Linked DNA regions of Ovis aries: regions 1 and 2 are each linked to region 3. The links are chromatin contacts, called in public Hi-C maps. All regions are on one chromosome and are shown on one strand. Each heading gives the region's core, a stretch centred on a gene start, on an enhancer-like site or on the middle of the called end of the contact. The rest is flanking DNA. Distances are from core to core; before and after follow the strand shown. Region 1 holds the start of LOC114110461 (collagen alpha-1(I) chain-like). Region 2 has its middle 13 kb from the start of ZNF236. Region 3 overlaps ZNF516 (zinc finger protein 516).

Region 1 (3,255 bases), core at 663-3,162, 140 kb after region 3:
CCCGTCAGGCCACCTTGACCCGACTTGCACTAGAGCCTGGCAGCAGCCCGAGCCTCGCAGGCCTCGGCTGGGATGGCCGTGCAGACGGTGTGCGCGCGGCTCCGCGCTCACCTGGTGCGGGGCGGGAAGCCGGCCCCGAGGGCCACGTGACGCCGTGCCAAAGTGACTCTGCTCGGTGGCGGGGGGCGGGAAGGGGGGGGGTGACCGGTACCAGAAATAAAGGCGGAGACTCCTCTAAGGACGAGGCCGCCCGCGCTGCGGGTGCAAACGCAAAAGCCTGCAAGGTCCCGGGCGCGGAAGGCAGGCTGCTCGGCGCGACCCCGGAATGAGGTCACCGCGGGGAGTGGCCGGGGGGCGGGCGGCGCGGGCAGGAGGACCTGCCCCCCGGGACGCCGCAGGCCTCGGCGGCCGTGCCCACGCGGGCCTGGGGTCCCTGCCTCGCAGCCTCCCGGGCGGCCGCGCTGCGCTGCGGGGAAGCCCGTCGGTGACCTGGGGACAGATGCCCCCGACCGCGCGGCCCGTGGGAACCATCTTGGGAAAGACACTAGGTCACCCCCGCCCGTCCCCTCCCGGGGGCCCGGGCTGCCCAGGGTCAGCCCCCCGGGCCGCGGGCGGGCTTGGACTGCGGTTGCGGAGGGCGCGGGGTGGAGACCCGCCCCCCTCGACCCCGGGCGCCGCCCCCACTTCCCGGCTCCCGGCCGCGAGCCTTTGTTTCGACAGGGCCCGCGGCGTCCCCTGCTGGCGGGTCTGGGCCGCGCCTCCTTGACCTGCTCCGGATCCTGCTCCGGTTTCTTGGGAGGCCGCGGCCACGCGGACGGAGGTGGTTCCGCCTCCATCCGGATGCTACAAGCGAGTGCCCACAGCCCCGCAGGGCCCGCAGGCCTCGCGGATCGACCGCAGGGCGCACAGACGGGGCGGGGTGGGTGGGCTGGGAGAACCCTGCTTAAACCCCCGCTCCTTTTCTGGAGGACAGAGGCCTGTGCTTGGGCCCACAAAGGCTTTCTAGAAAACGGACTCATATAACCTTTGCAAAGATGGGATCCAAGCTGCGCAGTCCTGGCCACTTGAAAACCTTTTAAGTAACTATACCAAAGAGCTTTGGCCTGGATTAAATGCAAAATGCCACTGCCTCACTTTTAAAAGCAAGCACAAGGGCTAAGAGCAACCCCAGACTGTTTGTAAACCGTGGGAAACAGGCACTCCGAGAGCCCTCCCTCCCCCCCCCCCTCCCTCCCCCTCCCCCTCCCCCTCTCCCTCTCCCCTCCCCCTTCACGCCCCCATTTTGTGCAAACGCAGTTTTCCCGGAGCTTCTGGAACCCCAAATCCTGGGAACTCGCTTGTTCTGGGCGGCCACGGGGAAGGCTGGGCTCACAGAAGGGATTTTTTAAATCTCTGAAGGATTGGTCAGTGCGTGTCGTGGAAAAGCCGACTCCCTCCTAGCTCAGGGTTGCCCTAAGAGGTGGGCCGGGGGCTCGACCGCGGGTCCCCAGGCGGCGGCCCCTCCTCCCCTAAGCCCTCCTCTGCTGCCGGTGCCGCAGCCCGCACGCCACGGGTGCTCCACCATGAAACAGGATTCCGCCTGGAGAGGTGGACTGCCATGCACCTGGCTTTCTAGAAGCAGCAAATGAAAGTCTCTTAGGGGAAAAAAAAAAAAAAAAAGGTAAAGTCGTGAGGGAGAGGCAGAGAGCAGAATCCGCGTCTCCTAGAGACTTCTTCAAAAACTAACCTTCTGGGACTTGCTGCAGTAGCCAGCAAGTAGAGATTTCCAGGCTGAAGAAAACGTCCTTCCAAATGTAGCTCGTCCACCGAGAGAGAGGCATCGCAAGGTCCCCGGTTTTAGTGGCAAAGGGCATTATGATTTATTTGTTCCAGTTTGAAAATGGTGTGCCTTTCCATTAGGACTCGTGGATATAAACACCTATTCCCACGTGAATTGAATTAGTCCACACCCCACCCCCCCACCCCGCATGCTTCAGGGAACAATGGAGGGAGCTTGCTGACAAATTATGCCTGCATTTAATGCTCTGATTATCTGGTGAGTTAAACACAGTGGTATTAAAAGCCTGGACCTGCCTCATATTTAATCTGCACTTGTTACTCTGCTTTCTCCTCCTTTTCTGTTTCTTCCCCAAAGATTAAAAGAAAAAAAATTCTGACTTGGGTCGCATGTGTCCTGAGACTGAAACAGGGCATGGCCAGGCGGAACACAGGATGGGTGGGTGGCAGAAGCTTGTCACTGGATATCATCGTTGGTGACTTTTTCCCCTTAGTAAAAGTATTCTGAGGAGTGACTATGAGTTAGCTGGGGCTTCCTCCTGCCCTGGCCCAAGCCGGAAAAGCCCCCAGGCAGCTGGGCAGCTCAGGGAACTTCCCTGCTCTCAGCCAGGCTTCCGTTCGCTAGAATGAAAGGGAATTATGCCAGACGTGGACGAGTCATGTTTAATTCAAGTGAAATTCATTCACTCATTTGTTCTATAAATATTTATTGAGGGCCTGTTTTGCGGCCCCTCCTGAGAAGCCAGGCTTCCTTGGGCGGTGGAGACCCCCACGTGGCTGCCCTGGGTGCTCAGCCTGGCTCCAGGGTGTTTCTATACAAACCTGCTCCCAGAGTTCTAGGGTGCTATGTTGGTTTTGGTTTTGAAAATCAGACTCTGCTTGTTTAATCTAAATTCGAACGCTAAACCTAATCTATCTAAAATATGTTGGTGGCGTTTAACAATAATGATCAATACAGCATATTGTTTGGACGGAAGGACTAGAAGATGTGAGTGGCCGCTTTCCTTTCGGGGCCTACAGTTTACAAGTAAACCCTGTCCCCGGCTCATTAGTGAGCAAGGTTCCCTCCCCTCCCCCCTCTGTGCCCTGATTCCTATAATGTAAACAGCTGCTAATAGCTCCTATTTCTCTTTGTTCAAACAAACAATAGCCTTTATAACTAAGAAGAAAATTAGTATTAGGTGGAAGCCTCGTTTTCTGGTTCTTAAAGCGCTCCCCTTTTTTTTCCCAGAAGAATGAAATCTAGCAGTTATAAGAAAAATTCGCATTTAAAGTTTGGAAAGTGACAAGAAAAAGGTCCATCCTTAATGATGCATAGACACACTTATGATTGCATTTTAAATATTTTTCTTTTCTTTAATTTCCTAACTGAAAAGTTGTAATTTGGGGAACGAGGGTGGTCAAAGGTTTGGGGGAGTCGCGGCCTCTCCTGAATTTGGGGCAGTCTTGCCCTTTTTGTTCAAGCCCAGGCAAAGGCCC
Region 2 (3,162 bases), core at 641-3,140, 200 kb after region 3:
GAAAGAATGGTCTCTTCAGCAAATGGACATCCACATGCAAAGGAATGAATTTGGACCCTACTTTCCACTGTATTCAAAAATTAAACCACAGTGAATCAGTGTCCTGAATGTGAAACTCTTAGAAGAAAATACAGGGATGAATATTCACAGCCTTGGATTTTGTGGTTGATTCTTAGATGTGGCACAAAAACATGAGCAATAAAGGAAAAACTAGATAAATTAGACGTTTAGAATTAAAAACTTGTACAACAAAAGGACATTATTAAGAAAATGAAATGAAAACCTACAGAATGAGAGAAAAAAATATTTGCAAATCATATACCTGATAAGGAATTAATATCCAGAATATATTAAAAAAAAATTTCTGCTTCCAAAACACCAGGATCTTAGGGAGGAAGAAACAGGCATGTGCCCTGGCCTTTTCTGGAGACGTGCAGACCAGCGAGGGGATAGCTGATACAGGATCCTCTCTGCTCCTGTTTACTCTTGCTTGGAAAGTAAGAGAAAATATACAAATATACAAAGGCATCCAGAGTCAGGAAGATGCTGAAGCACATGGGTGCCAGCCCGACTTCTGCAGTGACCTAAGAGAGCCGAGCACTCCTCGAGGTGGAGGGTCAGCAGTCTCCATACCTCTGTGGGAGGGGGCGAGTGGCTTAGAATCTTGGGTCCCCCTTGGCTGTGTGCCTGGGTGAGCCAGACCTCATCAGCATGCCCTTCCCAGTTACACCTTTGTGCTCCAGTCACGACAGGGCACTGGAAGCTCTGGGTGCGGTGGGGAGAGAATGCTGCCCTGCCACCGCGCCTCCCCAGGTCCTGCACCCACAACTGGAACGCCACCCCCGCCGACACCAGTGTCTCCTCCCACAGCATCCTCAGTCCCACCCACCCCTCAGGTGTCTTCTCTGGAGACCCTTTCACCCAAGGCCGGATTAGTGTAACGAGCAAACTACATTCTTTCCTGTTTGGCTCAGTGAAGTGGTCGAAACAAGAAGGAGGAGTAAAATGCCAAGGACACTTTGACACAGGGGAGAAGGAACCACCTGCAGAAGGGGGTACACCCGGGCAGACAGGTGTCCCCGTGAAGCGCGTTCCAAGGATGCGGCCACATCCTTAAGACCTTGAACGATAACAAGTGTTTCTGCCAAATAGCTCTTCATCAGGATGTGATAAAAACGACTTGGGTGGAAATGAACATTTATGGCTTTGTCTTTTGAGGGGGTCCCATGTCGGCCTCCGGGGGGTGGGGGGTGGGGGGTGGCATGTTCTCAGGCCTCCACCCTTCCCTTTCTCTTCCTGCTCGGCTCGGCGCTCCGTCTGCCCACCCATGCTCTCACAGGGGTGGGGAAAGACGCCTTTGAGGAATCTTCCTTCAGGCTCTAAAGAGGATGTAGGAGGTTAGTGATCCAGTGAGTTGATTCCTGGGCACACATTGCTCTTTTCTGGGCGTATAACTGGAACATTGTCCTCAAACTCGCAGAGGACAGCGCTTGTGCTGTCAGGATGGAGAAGCAGGCGTCTAACCAGGACCCCATGCGGGTCATGGCACATGTGAGTCCGGACACAATGAGGGCCTTTCACACTTCAGGGCAGTCGAAATGTCAAATAATTCTGGAAGCATAATGTGTGGCTTGTTAACCCAGAAGACGTCTTCGCGCTCTTTGTGTGCTGGGGAAGATGAGTGGGAGCTGCGGGCAGTGAGGGGCGTCTGTCCGGAGCGCCCCCCGCCTCGTGTTGGCCCTGCAGCCCCCGGAGCTCACAGGTACACGTGCCCCGCACGGCAGCTCCCAGAGCGAGGGTGCTGGGCCCAGCGTCCTCCAGGGGCCAGACGTGTCCTGCCAAGTGCACAGTCACGGACCATGGAGTGCGGGGAAGGAGGTACTGATTAACCACTCTAGTGGTGTTCTCATAAACATATAAAATACCCTTCAGATCAACTAGAAGGAGGAAGCCCTGTGACTCTGCCCCCACAGAAAATGGCCAGAGATCCAAACAAGTGTTCACAAAAGACAAACTGGAAAGGACAGTGAGTAAATAGAAGTCCGGCCTCACTAGCTGCCAAAGAAATGTGGAATGAGAACATGGTGACCTGCGCCCCGCGGGCTGTGATATCCGGTGGTGAGGACAGCTCTCTCTGAGGTGGTGGTGCGGCTGTTCCTGAAGCTTCGGGAAGCAGGCTTGCGGCTGCGCTGGGGTGGGAGTGCAAGTGGGCCACACTTTCTGGGGCGTGATTTATGCTCCAGAGGCCACACTCCCAGGTCACCCCTGGGTTGTTGCTGTTACTGATCTGAAGTGATGGCAGTTGTCTCACTCTAGACTGAAGTTTTTGTTGATATTTTTCATCGTGTTTTACTCATATTCACTTCTCGTTAAATGTGTTCAGCCAGACACCAGCACACAACATGCTCCTCACACGGTTGTCACAATCTCCTTGGGTGGGTTTATGATTCTCTACCTACAACTTTGCTGTTTGTTTCAGATCTTAGCTGAGGATAAAGCGAAAGCTTCAATTTCCTTCCTTTTGTGGGAAAATGTCAGACATATCCTGTGACTTTTGCAGGCTTTTTAATGTAGCAATTTCCTGTGACCTAAAGGTAAGCCTCAAGAATTTTTGAATCATAAAAGTGTTAAAACTAGAGAGAACACTAGCAATCACTTGCTTTATATTAAAAGATGTGGCATATATATGCAATGGAATATTACTCAGTCATAAAAAAAAAGTTAAAGAATGCCATCTGCAGCAACATGGGGGGACCTGGTGGCTCAGTGGTAAAGAACCCACCTGCCAATGTAGGAGACATGAGATTCAGGTTTGATCCCTGGGTCGGGAAGATCCCCTGGAGGAAGAAATGGCAACCCACTTCAGTATTCTCGCATGAACAGAGGATACAACCCATGGGGTCGCAAATAGTCAGAAACGACTAAAGTGACTTAGCACATGGCCTGAACATGTATGTCCCTCCCCCAAGTTCATGGGTTGGAAGCTAACTCCCCATATGATGGTGTTAGGAGGTGAGGCTTTTTGGAGGTGATTCAGTCATGAATGTGGAGCACTTGTGGTGGGATTAGTGCCTGTGTTATTCTCTTGCATGAGGACTCAGCAGGAAGGCGGCCATCTGCAACTCAGACGAGAGCCTCCCCAGAGCCCAGCCATGCTAGCAC
Region 3 (3,115 bases), core at 587-3,086:
CCAACTGGCCTACTTGCGAGGCCGCTGGGAGGAGGGGCCACAGCAAACAAGGAATCGCCAGGCTTCCAGGCCCGGAGAGGACCCCAGCAATAAAGCCAAAGTCCCAGCTCAGCCTCACTGCCCTTTGTAAAAGCACAGGCTTTGTTTCCACAGCGAACAGCGCAGAAACCACTTCTGATGGCCCAGTATTTCTCCAGGACGATTTGGTCCTACAGTCAGACAAGTGTCTCTTTAAGACAAGCATGCTTTCTCAAAGGGTTCTCACTCATTACACATGCAATGTGAACAACAATAATAATATTAATAATAAGGTCTCAGGGATAAGGAAATCAGACAGGACTAGAACAATGACAAGTGAATAATCAGGCTTAAATATTTTATACACAAATATTTTATTCCCTACATTGTTCCTGCTCCTTTTTCTGCTGACTGAATGCAGCGGGCAAGTTTTCATTTTCAGTAATTAATCTATTCACATAAATAACTCGCGAAACTGTAACTTACTTGCGTTTATGGAAAAACATGTATTCAATAAATATCTTAGCACTCTGGAAGCCAGATTTTGATTTCTGAAGAAAAAAAGCTGCAGATTAAATACAGGACTTCTGACTAAACCAAGGAACCAGGGGCCAAAAGAAAAGTTAACACTTGCAATCTGGGAAATAACTTTCGTAAGAACATTCCTGTTCAGAGATTAGAGAGTCAGCGTTTCAGAGGTTGATCAACTATCTCGCGTGTCCACCCAAGCTTCCAGTTAATGGACAGCAGTGTGTCCCGCCATAAAACAGTCACATTCTAGAAATCAAAACTTACTGCTTCCTCACTGACACAACCATACCCATATGGCACTCGGGCCATATTTTCAAAAATATGTATTTTTGAAAAGATCAAATCTATGCGGAAGCGAACAGAATTCAAGTCCATTAACATTTTCATGGCTAATGTACCTTATACACCCTCCTTCAACCCCAAATCCTAACAGGAAACTATAAGCTGTCCATTTGACAAAGGTCTATGGGGTCGCACAGAGTCTGACAGGACTGAAGCGACGCAGCAGCAGCAGCAGCAGCAGCCATCAAATGTAAAAATAAAAAGAAACCGCAAAACAAAACTTTAAAACCCACGCTCTTAAGAATACTGAATATTTCCACTTTACAAAGGCGAATAGAAAGTAAGTCCATTACCATAAGGAAGCATGTTAAAGTTGAAGGAACTGGCGAAAGAAGGTGTTTCCATCACTTCAGATTTTAAACTGTCCCTGAGGGAGAGGAAGGAGCCCAGGGGAGCCTCGCATGGGAAGCTTGTTCCCCAAAGCGTCCTTAAGGACAGGGCGTCCGGAACTGCCCTTCCACCTCTACAAGGAACCCACCCCACTCAAACCACCTGTGTCCTGCACCCTTTGCGTTTTAAGAGAGCCAGGTCGGATCAAGACTGCAGAAGAGAAGGGGCCTGCAAACCTCCAACATCTAACAGGGACTGCGGATACACACTAGCAGTTGCGTGGTTGGAAAGTTCTTCTGCTACTTAACTATCCCAGAATACAAGACCCGCATTCTATGCATTTACGAAAGAACTATAATGACGGTCTTTAGGAAACCAGGGCTATTTCTCGGCCCCGCCTTCCGATGCAACGCCGGACACACGCCGACCCGCAGAACAAAGCCCGCGGGGCCCGGCGCCGGCCGCGGGGGAGGGGCGCGGCTTCCGGCGCCGTGCGGGGGCCTGGCCAGCAGAGGGCGCGCGCTCCCCGCGCTCCGCGCGCGGCCTGGCTTTCAGAAGGGGCCAAGGCGGCATCGACCTTTAAACAGAATATTCAGGTCCAGCGAGCCAAGCAGGGACGCGGAGAGCTTAGAGTGTGCATCAGTACAGTCACGCAGTTTTCTCCTCAAAGTACAGAACGTACCTGAAATGGATAAAAGGGGTTCATCCAAAGGTCTTAAAGTAAGTTCACCAGTATTTTCAGGGAAAATGTGCAAGGCTTTAAACCAGTGATGCACTTGAATGATCTGGCTAAAATTAACTTACCTAAAATGACGGACCTACCGCATTGGACTGTGGGGCTCAGACTGTAAGGCAGCACTGTCAAACGTCCAGTTTCTGGACAGAAATGCACAGAAAAGCGGCACCTCACAGCGGATCTGGCCCAACACAGACATGACGGGGCCTGACTTTTTCACGCCTTTCCACCCACAGAACCGCTGTCTACATCAACATCAAAATTCTTTTCACTCCTGGAGTGCTGCTGAATGTGCACTCAGAATTGGGGGCGGGGGCTGCATGGTCCGGGGACCGTTTCCGAGCAGCACTTGGCAGGACTCGTCACCTACACACCCGCAAAGTGAAAATTTTATTATTTCATGAACCTGACTGTATGCAGGAAACACCCCTTCCTGGCTCATTCCTCATCTTTTCTCTTAGGGCTCCAGCCAACGTGTACAAGGGTGGTCCTGGCCTCACACGGGGTTACCTGTGAATTCAGAGCCTGACCCCACAGAGGGAGCCACAGGGATGCTAACTGAGCAGCGCCGGCTTGTCTGCCAAGTCGTCTCATCCCCACCAGAAGCTGGGTACCGGGGTCCTGGAGCCTTTGATGGTTACACACGTGTGAATACAAAATAGAGACTTTCTGTATTGCTCACACGAGGGGTTCAAGCTACTTTATAAATAATAAATTTCAAATGTTTCAGCCCACCAGAGACACTGAGTGGAAAGAATTAGTTTATATTTTACTTAGTATTTGCACCAAATCTTTCCAAGTCACATCACTAAACTGTTTCTGGACTCTCAAGCAGGCTGCAGTATAATGGGTTGTAGTTAAACTTTGTAATTAAAATGCAAAGTCAAGGTATATATACATTTATTCTTCATGTACCACACCTTAGCTTTCATTTTCTCCCCTTTTTAAGTAGAGGAAATGACTATATTCCCCTTTCTTGCATACATATCTTTGGGTTTCCCCTTGACTTATATAAGCTCCCCTTCAATTTATCCAGTTACTTAAAAATCTAGACGAAGAATGACAGCCCCAATGGACCGATGCCGCACAGAACAATCTCGGGAAAGCCCCACTTACTAATGTTTATTTTCTCAGCCCTTTAGTCATATTTCTATTTTA

What was found. Hi-C and Micro-C count contacts between places; a contact is called where the count stands out from the background.
Region 1: a Hi-C map of hypothalamus shows a contact between it and region 3, with 2.8 times the contacts expected there. The contact joins the promoter of LOC114110461 here to the enhancer-like site in region 3. A contact is called at or near these places in 6 of 16 Hi-C or Micro-C datasets (blood, hypothalamus, liver and 2 more).
Region 2: a Hi-C map of hypothalamus shows a contact between it and region 3, with 3 times the contacts expected there. The contact joins two enhancer-like sites. A contact is called at or near these places in 6 of 16 Hi-C or Micro-C datasets (hypothalamus, liver, muscle and 3 more).

The regions. Positions count from the first base shown.
Region 1 is chr23:2,667,598-2,670,852 of ARS-UI_Ramb_v3.0, reverse strand. LOC114110461 (collagen alpha-1(I) chain-like) reads right to left here and starts at 1,912. Exons shown (of 3, transcript XR_003586716.3): 1 at 1,727-1,912.
Region 2 is chr23:2,610,344-2,613,505 of ARS-UI_Ramb_v3.0, reverse strand. No RefSeq gene overlaps it. Among named protein-coding and RNA genes, the nearest start is that of ZNF236, 13 kb to the right of the region's middle. Within about 2 kb of position 1,890, at least 11 of the 54 cell types and tissues checked have an H3K27ac peak or open chromatin away from gene starts, as enhancers often do. A contact at or near this core is called in hypothalamus, where this site is marked.
Region 3 is chr23:2,811,377-2,814,491 of ARS-UI_Ramb_v3.0, reverse strand. All of the region lies in intron 2 of ZNF516 (zinc finger protein 516), which reads right to left. Among named protein-coding and RNA genes, the nearest start is that of ZNF516, 72 kb to the right of the region's middle. Within about 2 kb of position 1,836, at least 9 of the 54 cell types and tissues checked have an H3K27ac peak or open chromatin away from gene starts, as enhancers often do. A contact at or near this core is called in hypothalamus, where this site is marked.